Linked DNA regions of Podarcis muralis: region 1 is linked to region 2. Evidence: chromatin contacts called from public Hi-C data. All regions are on one chromosome and are shown on one strand. Each heading gives the region's core, a stretch centred on a gene start, on an enhancer-like site or on the middle of the called end of the contact. The rest is flanking DNA. Distances are from core to core; before and after follow the strand shown.

Region 1 (5,898 bases), core at 2,538-5,037, 170 kb before region 2:
TGTCTCTAGTCTCAATCTCCCCATCTCCATCTCAGAAGGGGAAGAGGTATTGCCCAGGGATCCTTCATCCCACACTCCAGAACCTTCCAAACCTGAGGGCTTGACTTTACCTGACACCTCAGACACAGAAGACCCACACACGGAGACCTCACCATAGTTTCCAGTGGTTGCAGGTTCAGGCAATTGGCCTTTAGGAAACACAGTTTTTTCTGAATGGGTGAGGTTAACAGCAGGTGAAAATCATGGCATCTTGAAAAGGTCACAGCAGGCTGCAGAAACAATAGCTCTCTTTGGGTGAGTTCCAACTAATGTTTGCCTTTGTGATCTGTCCAGGGTCCTGGCAAAAGATACTGCCTTGCCTTTTGTGATCCACCATAGCTTACCATAATTCCATTTGCTCTTCTAGTAATTGCCACTTCTTCAAACCAGCCCCCCCCCCTTGGGGCCTTGAGGCCACAACAGGTTGCAACGTAAGGCAACTTTTTAAAAAATAAAGTGCCAGGTAGCATGATAGCACTATTGTAGGGAAGCATATTTTCTGTAGGTTACAATAGACCTGTATTTGAAGATAATTTCAGACCATATGGAATTCTTATACAAAATGTGCATTATATTAAAGACAGATGTTTGTGTTAAAATAAATTTTAGTAAGTATTAGAATAATTGAGTGAAGCATTAAGCACTTCTATATTCCATTTATTTCAGTGAGAGTTAAATGCATGCTCAATTTTCCATCTTTAAAAATCAAATCAAAGTGCTAAACTTTGCGTGAAGTGCACCTAATGGTTATACTCGCAACATTATGTTACTCCCTTTGCTAGAATAACTTAATTTTAGAATCACTTATTATTTTCCCCATTTTATTCTAAAAATCCACTTGTGAAATGTTATTATGCATCTAGCTTTTCATTTGCACTCCAAGTAATTTTGTTTTTCCCTGTTCAATGTATGTAATACCCCATTCAAATCAATATTCTCGTAACAGCAACTATGCCTGTAGTTTGCAATCAGTGATGGAACAGCAGGGGAGTTCAATTCCCTCTCAAGGCTTCCAGCTACCAATATTAATTAGGTGGAAAATACAAGGAAATATATCTGTGAACAAACAATGCAGCAGTAAAAATGCCAGGGCAGAGACCATTTTTATGTACTTTGTATAGTTTTATGTTTTTACTGGTGAAAGAAGATCTACTCAATAAAGGCCAAATGAAAGACATATGTGGATAAAGAAATAATATTACAAGGCAGAGTCTACCTCTACTATTTACTTTACAGCTTCTGAGAAATGGAACAACTAATAGGGCCTCCTCTCCCCCCTGAGGGGGTCTGTAGGGCTTTAAACGCTAATGTGAGCATCTGGATCTAAGCCTGGAAATGAACTGGCAACCAATGCAGCAGTTTTAAAACAAGGGTTATGTGAGATCTAATTGGAAGCCCAGCCACTAATCTGCTTGCTGCATTTTGAACCACTTGACATTTCCAAGTCATCCTAAGTATGTAAGTTACCAGAGAATGTATTACAGTGGCCAGGTTATTTATGTCCAAAAGGGGTTGTTTCTGGTGAACCAGAAAGATACTTCTGCTCCAGAAGGCTACTGTGGTCAACAGTATCAAAAGCCACCAACAGATTGAGAATGAACAGCGTTGCACTCTCCCCATCTCTCTCCTGATAAATATCATCACTCAGGGTGACCAAGGAAATTTGAGTGTCATGACAAGGCCTGAAGGCAGAGTAGAACAAATCCAAGTAATTAGTTTCCTTCCTGAAGCTGGACCACCATCACCTTCTTAAGCACCTTGCCTCAAAAGGGGATATTTGCCATCAGACAATAGTTATTTTAACAATTCTGGATCCAGTGAGGTCTTCTTACCAAGGAGACACACCACTGCCTCCTTCAAGGCAGGTGGCACCTTTTTCATTAAAACATTAATCACTTTCTGGACCCCCCCCCCCACGGGCAACCCCCTGAAGAAGCCAGAATGCCAAGGGTCAAGGTGGCAGGTGGATGGCCACATGTCTTCAAGCAGGTTGTCCCATCCTCAGGCTGCAATAATGTAAACTGATCCAGTAGCGATGGAGCAGACAGTGCTCTAGACAACTTTGTTAGACTTGATTTGAATGCGATCCAGCTGTCAAAATCTGAGTGATTTTCTCCCTAAAGTGCCTTGCAAAGTTGTTACACAAAGCCAGCAAGGGTGTCAGAGCCTTTTCATTTCTGTTTCTATCTCTTTGGTATCTCTGTTTAGAGAAACCAGTACGCCCATTTTGTGGGAACGAAGGCCTGTTAGCAGGATCTATTAGCAGGATGACCAAAATAGATCTCATACAGGCCAGCAGATTCAACCCCTGCCACTGCACCGCCATCAGCCCCATTGTGGTGCTTCCAGCCCCACTGTGGCTTTGTCTGTGCCACAGTACCCTTGTCCTCACAACCATCCCTCACCAAACTGCTACTGCATCGTGGCAGTTGCAGTGGCGGGACTGGCAGCAGTACAGGTGTGACGGTGGGGCCAGGGAGGGGCCCTGGTTCTGCAGGATGGTGAATGGTGTTGCAGGGGCGACAAAATGTCCTGCGCCACCCCCAAATATAGGATGCATAATTACAACTCCCAACTCTTTCCCCACCTAAAAGCAGCTGTGGGGAAGGAAGTTTAAAAAACCCTCTCCCTCATACCATTTTCTAAATCTAAATTAGCTCTGAATATGCTAAAATAAAAAGCTAAATACCTCACCCCTACACGTGCTGCTTCAAAATTCAACGTACCTATAGAAAGCAAAGGTCATATTTGCAAAGGTGAATGTTTTTAGCACCCACCTTTGCAAGTTTAAAATTGTTCTCAATGCTGTTTTTATACTGTATCTTGCTCTGGGACCTTAGGCATAGCAGCCAGCTCCTAGGGGCTGAGGTTCCTTCGCCCCCACCCCAATACAATATTTGAAAGGGCCAGATCCCCACCCCCCGAAGTTGATGACCATTGCCATTCAAATAAGTGTGTGGGCTGCATCACTGGCCCTCCTGCCTTAGGGTGGAGGGCGGGAAGTAAACAAATAAATAAATTCGACGGATGTTTGTTCCTTTATTTTTCTTAAAAGGATAGTTTGTATTTAAAATAATTTCCCCAAAGCTTAAACAGCTGCCGTGTCGAACAGTTTCGGAAGTTGCGGACTAGCAATAAATGCGCGTCGGTTTTTGGATTCCTAGCTGCGTAACACCTGGCCTCCCTCGCAGACGGAGGGGCGAGAAACTTGGCAGCCAGGTGCGCGTGTCCAGGGAGAGAAAAGAGGGGCAAACGGAAGCGGGCGAGAAGCGCGCCGCTTGCTCGTTGAAGTCTGCGGTGGCGGCGCCGCCTCTTCCTGTGCAAGGGAGCGAAGCCGCTCCAAACCAGGCAGACCGCGAGCGAAACTGAAACACTTCTTCGGTTGACGTCCTGCCTCCTTGCCGTCTCTCCCCCCCCCCAAAAAAAAAGTCCGCGAGGCTATTTGTGCCACTAGGCGCGCGCCGGCAGACGCACGTGACAGGACTAGCCCACGTTTCCCAGCCCCTCTGCGAATGCGGGGGGGGGGGGGAGGACGGGTAAAGAGCGGGCGAACTGCCTGTTCGAACTCTCCTCCCCTTCGATCCCGCACGTGATTCCCCCTCCCCGGAACGTGGTATTGTGTAATCACGTGACCCCTCTTTACGGGGCTCGCGCCTGCGCGCGCGCGCGCGGGGAGAGTTGAGGGGGGGGTAGGTGGGCCGTTGAGGGAGGGCTCGCGAGTGCGGTGGCGGTTGGTTGGTAGTGGTGGTAGGGTGGGGGGAGGGGGGCTGCGTACGCGACGGAGCGGGGTGCGAAGATGGCGGACGAGGAGGCCGAGCAGGACAGCGGCAGCCACGGCCCTGGCGGCGAGAGCGGCCTCCTCCCTCTGGATATGCGGCGCTTGAAGGGGCGGCTGCTGGAGCTGGAGACGGGGCTGCGGGAGAGCCGGGAGCCCACCGTGGAGGCGGCCGCCGAGTACTGTCAGCAGCTCTGCCAGGTCAGGACGGGGCCGGGGCGGGCAGGCGGGAGGGTCCTCTCTCTCCTTGCCTCCTCCTCCTCCTCCTCCAGCGGGAGCAGGAAGGAACTGGGCCGCGCTGCTGCTGCTGCTCTCCTCCTTGAAACTGGCTCTGAGGGAGGGAGCGGGCGGGCAGAAGTGGCCCGCCCCCCTCGCCGGGAGGGGAGTTCATCGCGGGCCCGGAATCCCCTCCCCCCACAACCTGTCTTCCCGGCAGCTCCCCACCCCCCACGCGGCTCCCTCTTCGACTCGGCCCCTTTGTTTTGCTGCTGCTGCTGCCGCCGCCGCCGCCTCGGGTCTGGAGGGGCCTTTGTCTGCTGATGGCGGCGGCGGAGAGCCCGTGCCCCTGGCCCAGCAATAAGCCGGAGCGTGGAGGAGGGGAGGGGAAGGGTGGCTTCTTCCAGCGGGAGGAAGCGAGGGAAGGGGCTGGCTATGGGGGCTCCCTCACCCGCTCGGTTGTATCTCGAGGACTCATGCTCCAGGTGCCAGAGAAGGAAGTCCTGCCCCGGTTCCCCCCTATGCCACAAATATTTCAATATAACCACCAGCTTGCCCATGGGAGCTAGCGCGCATCTGCTCCACAGTAGCGCACCGGGAGGCTTAGTCGTAAGGCTCCCTTCATATGATACCCCCATAGACGAGCATAGGAAGAGTCAGTCCAGTGATCAGGGTTTCCGGAGTATCTTTAAGCCAGTGTTGTTGTGGTTGAACGATCTTTCCAACTGCCCTTGGATTTTGTCAATTAAATCAGGTTACTCTAAACGAACATGGTATTTGTAGTGTTTGCTCAGGATGCACACTATTGCTCTTTCCACAAATGTCTTGCCCATCAAATGTCTGTTTCCGCCAATTTGTCGATTGGGAAACTGTCATTTCAGAAATCCACTTAGTTCAAAACTTACATATTTGAATGGAAGACATGAACTGCTTGAAACAATCATGCTTGAAACAGATACTTTTTGATACAATCACAGAAAAATAACATATTGGCCTGGTTCTCGTGTCACTTAAAGTATCATTCACCTAAGTGGCATGCTGTTGAAATGTCTTACTCCGGATGCTAAGCCATAGTTTGGTCTTAATGTTATGTCTGAACCCGAACTCATGATTGGTTTCTTTCTAAACTACGAGTAGTAAACCAAGGTTTGTGTTTTGTTTACCACTCGTGTGTATGGCTGACTTGGTATAAGACAGCTTTCTATTTCTGTGCATGTTTGCTCAAAAGAAAATCCCGCTGTGTTGGGTGGAATTTAATTAATTGTTACTAAGTTTCTTTTTCTAGGTCAGAATGTTATTTTTTAAATTTAGGCCTATAATAATGGATCACATTCAGTTTTTGTCCCTCTGTATACATAGTGAATAGGGAGTCAGCCTTAGGATTTACTCCTCACCTCTGTCAAACCATTTACAACCATCCCATCATTTCCCATGGTTTTGTGTTGCAAGTTCACAGGTGCAAGCAGTGGTCAACAAATTAAGATCCTTTGTCAACCAAAGGATGAAGGATCCTCGTTTTTTGTTAACCATAGTTTGTATCAGTGCCATTTAACAATAACAATGAAAAAAGTCCCAGTATTCCTACAGGCTGGTCCTCTCTCGCTTGTCTAGGATAAAAATTTCTGTAGAACAACTGTCATAGACTAAATTCCCATCTTCTTTGACATTATGCATTATACTTGAGCTAGAAAGAATAAGATGTTCCTTTTTGCCTATTGAGAACTCCTGAAAGTAGGAGTGAATAGTTGAGCTCTTGTACATCAGCTCAGTGTCTCTTGATCATATATCTTAATTGAGATTTGAAATTGTGCATTTTTGAGAGAAAGGGAGGCATGCTTGACACTCTTTTTGAGCATGCCTCAAGCCAT
Region 2 (5,737 bases), core at 380-2,879:
AGCCAGTGCCTTATTACAGCTTCTTCTTACAAGAACGCCTTTATTGATTTGAGCCCCCGCGGAGACGTGAACAATACCCGGCTCAATACTGGAAGGGGGAAGAATACTGGTGGGGGAAGAGAAATGCAGTTCTTATCGTGGAACCGGCCCCTGCCGTCGCCCAAGCACTCCACCTTGGGGTGATTGATGACAGCCCCCGCTCCGTCCCTCTCCCTGCCCTCCCCCGGTGTTTGAACGGGAAGGCGGAGGCACGGCCGCCTCGACTCAGACAACATACGCCCAAGAGTTTAATGGCTGCAACAAATCGATCGCCTGCACCGGGGAGGAGAGAAAGAAGGGCAAAGAGACGGAGAAAGAGACAGAGACACATTTCTCCCGGCCAAGATCCCGCCTCCCTCGCGATATAATTTCTCGGTTCCTCTTTCTCTCCGCACACATACAATTACCCCCGTCAAACGCCAAGGAGCCAAGCAGCCCTCTCTCCCCCAAGGGGGGGGGGGGGAGGAAGGTGCGGTGCTGAATAGAGAAATTCCCCTTTCCCAGACGCAGCCCGGCGGGGCTGAGTCTCCCCGCCCCTCTTCGCCCATTACACCGGCTCAGCCCCATTATCAACCCCCTTTCTGCGGCCTCTCCCGTATCGCTGCCACTTCCCCGCCCCCACCGCGGCGAGAGCGGCCATTTCCATTGTGCCGACTCCGCGGCGAAAGCGAAGCCAAAAGAGGGGGGGGGAGGAAAATGGGGGGGAGACAGAGAAGGGAGGTGGCTGGGAAGAGAAAGCGGGGCGACGGGGGAGAAGCCAAGCGGACTCATGAAAAGCAAGCCAAGAAAGGGGGGAGGCGGCCTTCGCCCCTTATCCTAGTCTCTTCCCCCCCCCCCCCGCCGTGCCCCGCCCTAGGCGCCCCTCGGGACCCCGCTTACCTGTGGTGAGGCGAGTGGACACTTCCCCGAAGGGCGAAGGCTCCATGCGCAGGTATTTCTGCGGGGACGAGGCGAAGGAGGCCGCGGAGGAAGAGGAGGCGGCGGCCGCCGAAGCGGACAAAGGGGCGCAGCGCCGCCGCTTCGGCGAGGCCGGGCTCAGGAGCGGGTCGAAATCCAGAGTCCTTTTTAGGGTGGCGCCGCAGGCCATGGCGGAGGTGGAGGAAGACGACGACGACGAAGAGGCTGAGGGAGCGGAGCCGGCTGGGCCTTCGCCACCGAGAGAGCGAGCGAGCGGGGCCGGAAGGAGCTGACGAGACCGGGGGGGAAGGAGGGAACGGAGGAGAAAGGGGGGGGCGGAGGAGGCGCTTCAGGCGCTGCCTCGCCGCGTCAGGCTCGGGGTCGCCACTGCTACGCGCCTCCTGGGCTTTTCTGCTGCCTGCCGGCCGCCGGCTCCGCCTGCGTCTCCAGGGAGCGGCCCGGAGCTCTCGGCCCGGCTTGGCTGGACTCCTTGGCTCCGCCCGCGGAAAATCCTCCCCGGGCCGAATCCGGGAGGGTGTCTAGGCCGGTGGGAGCGGCACGACGGGAGGCTACCCGGCCTGAGGCCGCCGATGACGAGAGATAGCCGCGGCGGGAGCTGCCGTGCGCCTCTGTGACTCTTCCACACCAGCAATATGGCGTCAATAACAACGCCGCTGATTCAAAAAACCATCCCTCGCCGACGCGCCTGCGCGGCACGGGGGTGGCGCCCGCCGCAAAGGTTCAGGGGAGTTGTGGTTTTCTCAGGGTCACCTCCCGGCGTTTGATGCAAGGGCGCAGGGGGGGAGCGGGGAACTACGTTTCCCGTCGTTCTTGGCGCTAAGGACATGACTTCCGGGTGGAATTTAAATCCCCGCAGAGAACCCTGTACCTCAGGAATGCGAGTGAAACGGGGTGAAGGAATGGAAGCGGTCTTCTTAATATGGGGAGTAGCAGGAAAGGAGCCGGGCAGCGGGGAAAGGAGCTTAGTTTGCGGAAATTATAAATGGCTGGTGGTACTTAATTATAACATCAGCCATAATAACATCTGGTCCAGAAGAAATGGCGTTTCGTTCAGCTATCTCTGAAACACTGAAGTAGATTGTGGGAAAAGATGAATGAATGAAAGAACAAGAAAAAATCCCCGAAAGGAAGAAATTCGCATTTATAATACTCTTCTTGACTGTGCTCCAGCTAGTGGGGTGGGGAGAAAAAACAACTGTCCGATGGCTTCACCGTTCTAGACAACACTTTGTATTAAAGGAAATACCGTAAATCACACATACAGCTCTTAAAATGTTTGAATTTAAATGCCAATAGTGACTGAAATAAATTCAAATATCTGTGAAAACAAACATTTGATTCTCAAAAGCATTAATAATTGTACAGATAGAAAAACATAGTGTGCCTGTAAATTGATTTCTTTGAATGATGATAACAATACAGTATCATTATTTTTAAGGCCAGCCAAGAGCAGCATATCCCCCCCCCCCCCAGATACATCACTCTGGGGGCTATAGTGAGTGATTATAGAACCTACAGTCTTACTCTGGAAAAGATGATAAGGTAAAGGTAAAGGGACCCCTGACCATTAGGTCCAGTTGTGACCGACTCTGAGGTTGCGATGCTCATCTCGCTTTATTGGCCAAGGGAGCCGGCGTACAGCTTCCGGGTCATGTGGCCAGCATGACTAAGCCGCTTCTGGCAAACCAGAGCAGTGCACGGAGATGCTGTTTACCTTCCCGCCAGAGCGGTACCTATTTATCTACTTGCACTTTGAGGTGCTTTCGAACTGCTAGGTTGGCAGGAGCAGGGACCGAGCAACGGGAGCTCACCCCGTCGCGGGGATTCAAACTACTGACCTTCTGATCAGCAAGTCCTAGGCTCTGTGGTTTAACCCACAGTGCCACCTGCGTCCCGGAAAAGATGATAGCATGTAACAACTGATCACATTTTACAAAGGCTCTCTCAGTAATACAGCAAACCTGTAAAGTAGGCCAAAATTATTGTCCCCATATTGCAATTGAAAAGTGAATATATTTGATTTGAAGAGTTAATATCTATACCACTTTATGAGAGAGAGTGGGAAGCTTCCCCATGGTCACGTAGTGAATTTAAGCTGGGGAAAACATTTTAAGTCAGGGACTTCCTGGTTCTTGCCCACCATTCTATTCAAGGAAAGAGCTATGGTTTTCTGAACTGGAATATAGAAAGGGCCACTTAATCTTCTCAAATCAAGCTAACTACATAGGGTGCAAATGCAGTTGTATCATACCAGCCAGGCTGGAAGGCAGTGTGGCAAGCCTGGAGCTGGCACAGCAGTCGGGCTTGATGCTTTCAAGAGGTGACCGTGGAGCAGACTCGAGATCCAGCAGATACTAGCTCAGTCCCCACCCCAGACTCAACATTTTTTCTCTCCCTCTCCCATGCCACTAGAACTCATAGAATTGTAGAGTTGGAAGGGATCCTGAGGATCATCTAGTCCAACCACCTGCAATGCAGGAATCTGTCCCATATGGGAACTGAACTTGCAACCTTCGCATTATCAGCACCACACTCTGGCCAACTGAGCTATCAAACTAGCAGATTTTTATTTTATGGTGTAAGCACTGATTATTGGTGAAACAGTAAGTAGGTCATGATTAGGCTTGAGCCGCAAGGTCTAATACTCAACTAAATATTGCACCAATACTTGAGCAGCTGATTTTATTTCATCATTTAATGGCAAGAATACAGAAGATGAGCAATATTAACAACATGTTTAGAGATCAGGAAGCTAGGCCTTTGGCATCTAATGCCAGTGGAGGGAGCCCTGATGCCAGCAGATGCCCCTTCCTAGCTTCCTGTATAAATATTAAATATCCGTACAGAGATCACTGTCAAACAATCACAGACAGTGATAATTAGATCTCCACATTACTGGGGTTTCCCACACCACTACCACAGAACTCCCAAGGGGAGGCAAAAGTCCAGATGGAAATGTGACATACACGAGCCATCTTCCTGCCAGTATGCTGGCTAGGATTCTGCACAAAGAAGCACAGCTACCATTTACCCTTTACACAAGCACAAGCCTGTCTGAATCAAAGAAGGTCTGGCTGTAACTGATGAGTTCCAAGTATTGTTCACATGGGTTTGTTCTTCAATCAAATGAATTGTTAAGACATGTTCTAGCAACACATGTCCAGGTATCAGGTTCTGGCTAAAGGCCAGGATTTGGCCATGCACTGACGAAGTGTAATTTCATTGGGGTGCTAACAACACTTTTTATTTAGGCATTTTTGTACTGCTTTATTTGTTTCCATGAAAGGCCATCATGAAAAGGAGCATAATAAAAACATAAAGCATAAGAATAGACAACATTGGTTGGCATCTGTTTCAGAAGGCAATGGAGGAGTGAGTCTTTGGGGGTGAGGTCAAGCATCATAATAACAGCCCCCCCCCCCTTTTAATAGGGCATGGGTTATTTAATGGCCAAAGGCCTGAGTATAGAGGAATGTTTTTGCCTGGCACCTAAAAACATGTAATTATGGTGCCAGGAGAGCCCCTCTGGGGAGAGCATTCCACAGACAGGGAATTATGACAGAAAAGGTTCGTTCTTGTGTTCTCACCCTCTGAACCTCTCAGGGTGTGGAGACATAGAGAAGGGCCTTTGGTGAAAAGCACAGGGTCTGGGTTGGTTGATATGAGAAAAGGCAGTCCTTAAGGTATTGAGGTCCTGAGCCATGTAAGGCACATTTATAATGCACATGTGACCTCAAAGGCACCACAAGTAACTCTAAAGTTATGTCTAAGATATTCTTTGTTGAAACAAAATCACGAGGTCGTGCTCACTTCGGCAGCACATATACAAAATCAGAGGTTGTCAATAACCATTAGGTATGCAGCCAACTCCCCATTTGCACATAGTTGAGGCATAAGTGACACCTGGAGCGGGTTTATGCTCATCCTGCTGAACGCAACCCCTGCACAAATGGGGAGTTGCCTGTAGTTAAACCATATTAGGCAATTTCTGCCTTTAAATTTGTATAATTTTCCAATTCTGTTTGCAAAGTATTTAGAACTAAAAGCTTCAACCTGATGGGGCTCTGGAAACTACCTATTCAAATTAATAATAATACGATTGGTGTCTGTTTAATTAATAAGCACACTATAGAGCTGCAACTACAATATAGAGCTGTAATGTTTGCAAAAACCTAGCAGTGATACTTGGAAAGCATAGTAGAATAGTGGTTGTGGACAATTATATTTCTTGTCAAAGTTCAACAAGATGCACTGGTATAAACAGCCTTCACAATTTTTTTCACATGGAAATCAGGCCTTTGGGAAGGATAAAAAGGACTGCAGCCTTATGCACACTTCTGAGAACAGATCCCACCAAATTCTTCTGAGTACATATGCACAGCATTGCACTGTAAAAGTGGGGGAAAGCTTTCAGATTCACTTATGGCCTTGTAAGAAGAAAGCTGTGTCCCTTTCCGTTATCATACATTAATCAGCTCTGCCTGCTCTCTAGACTAGAACAGACTTACCATTAAAATGAGACAACCGAAGGCAACCTTTACCATAACTCAGCATTTTAAAATATAACAGTGGCAAGGATAGAACACAGAGTTCTTGGTCTTTGTTCACACAGGTGCTTTGGAGAGAGACATTGAAAAATGACTTTAAATGCACAACATTGTGCTATTTAAAGCTGAGAATTAAAAACCAGTGAGCATTGCAGCAATTTTTCCATTGTTAATCTTGCCCGATGGAAGATGCTATGGATTGCTTTTTTGCTTTAGGTTCCTATCATGTGCCA

The links. Hi-C and Micro-C count contacts between places; a contact is called where the count stands out from the background.
Region 1: a contact with region 2 is called in a Hi-C map of tail, with 1.9 times the contacts expected there. The contact joins the promoter of ZNF292 here to the promoter of AKIRIN2 in region 2. A contact is called at or near these places in 2 of 3 Hi-C or Micro-C datasets (blood and tail).

The regions. Positions count from the first base shown.
Region 1 is chr3:79,496,349-79,502,246 of rPodMur119.hap1.1, reverse strand. It overlaps ZNF292 (zinc finger protein 292), which reads left to right and starts at 3,787. Exons shown (of 8, transcript XM_028722918.2): 1 at 3,787-4,015. The coding sequence starts at 3,836. It overlaps CGA (glycoprotein hormones, alpha polypeptide), which reads right to left and starts at 3,738. Exons shown (of 5, transcript XM_077926177.1): 1 at 1-3,738.
Region 2 is chr3:79,319,979-79,325,715 of rPodMur119.hap1.1, reverse strand. AKIRIN2 (akirin 2) reads right to left here and starts at 1,629. Exons shown (of 5, transcript XM_028722943.2): 1 at 919-1,629. The coding sequence starts at 1,126.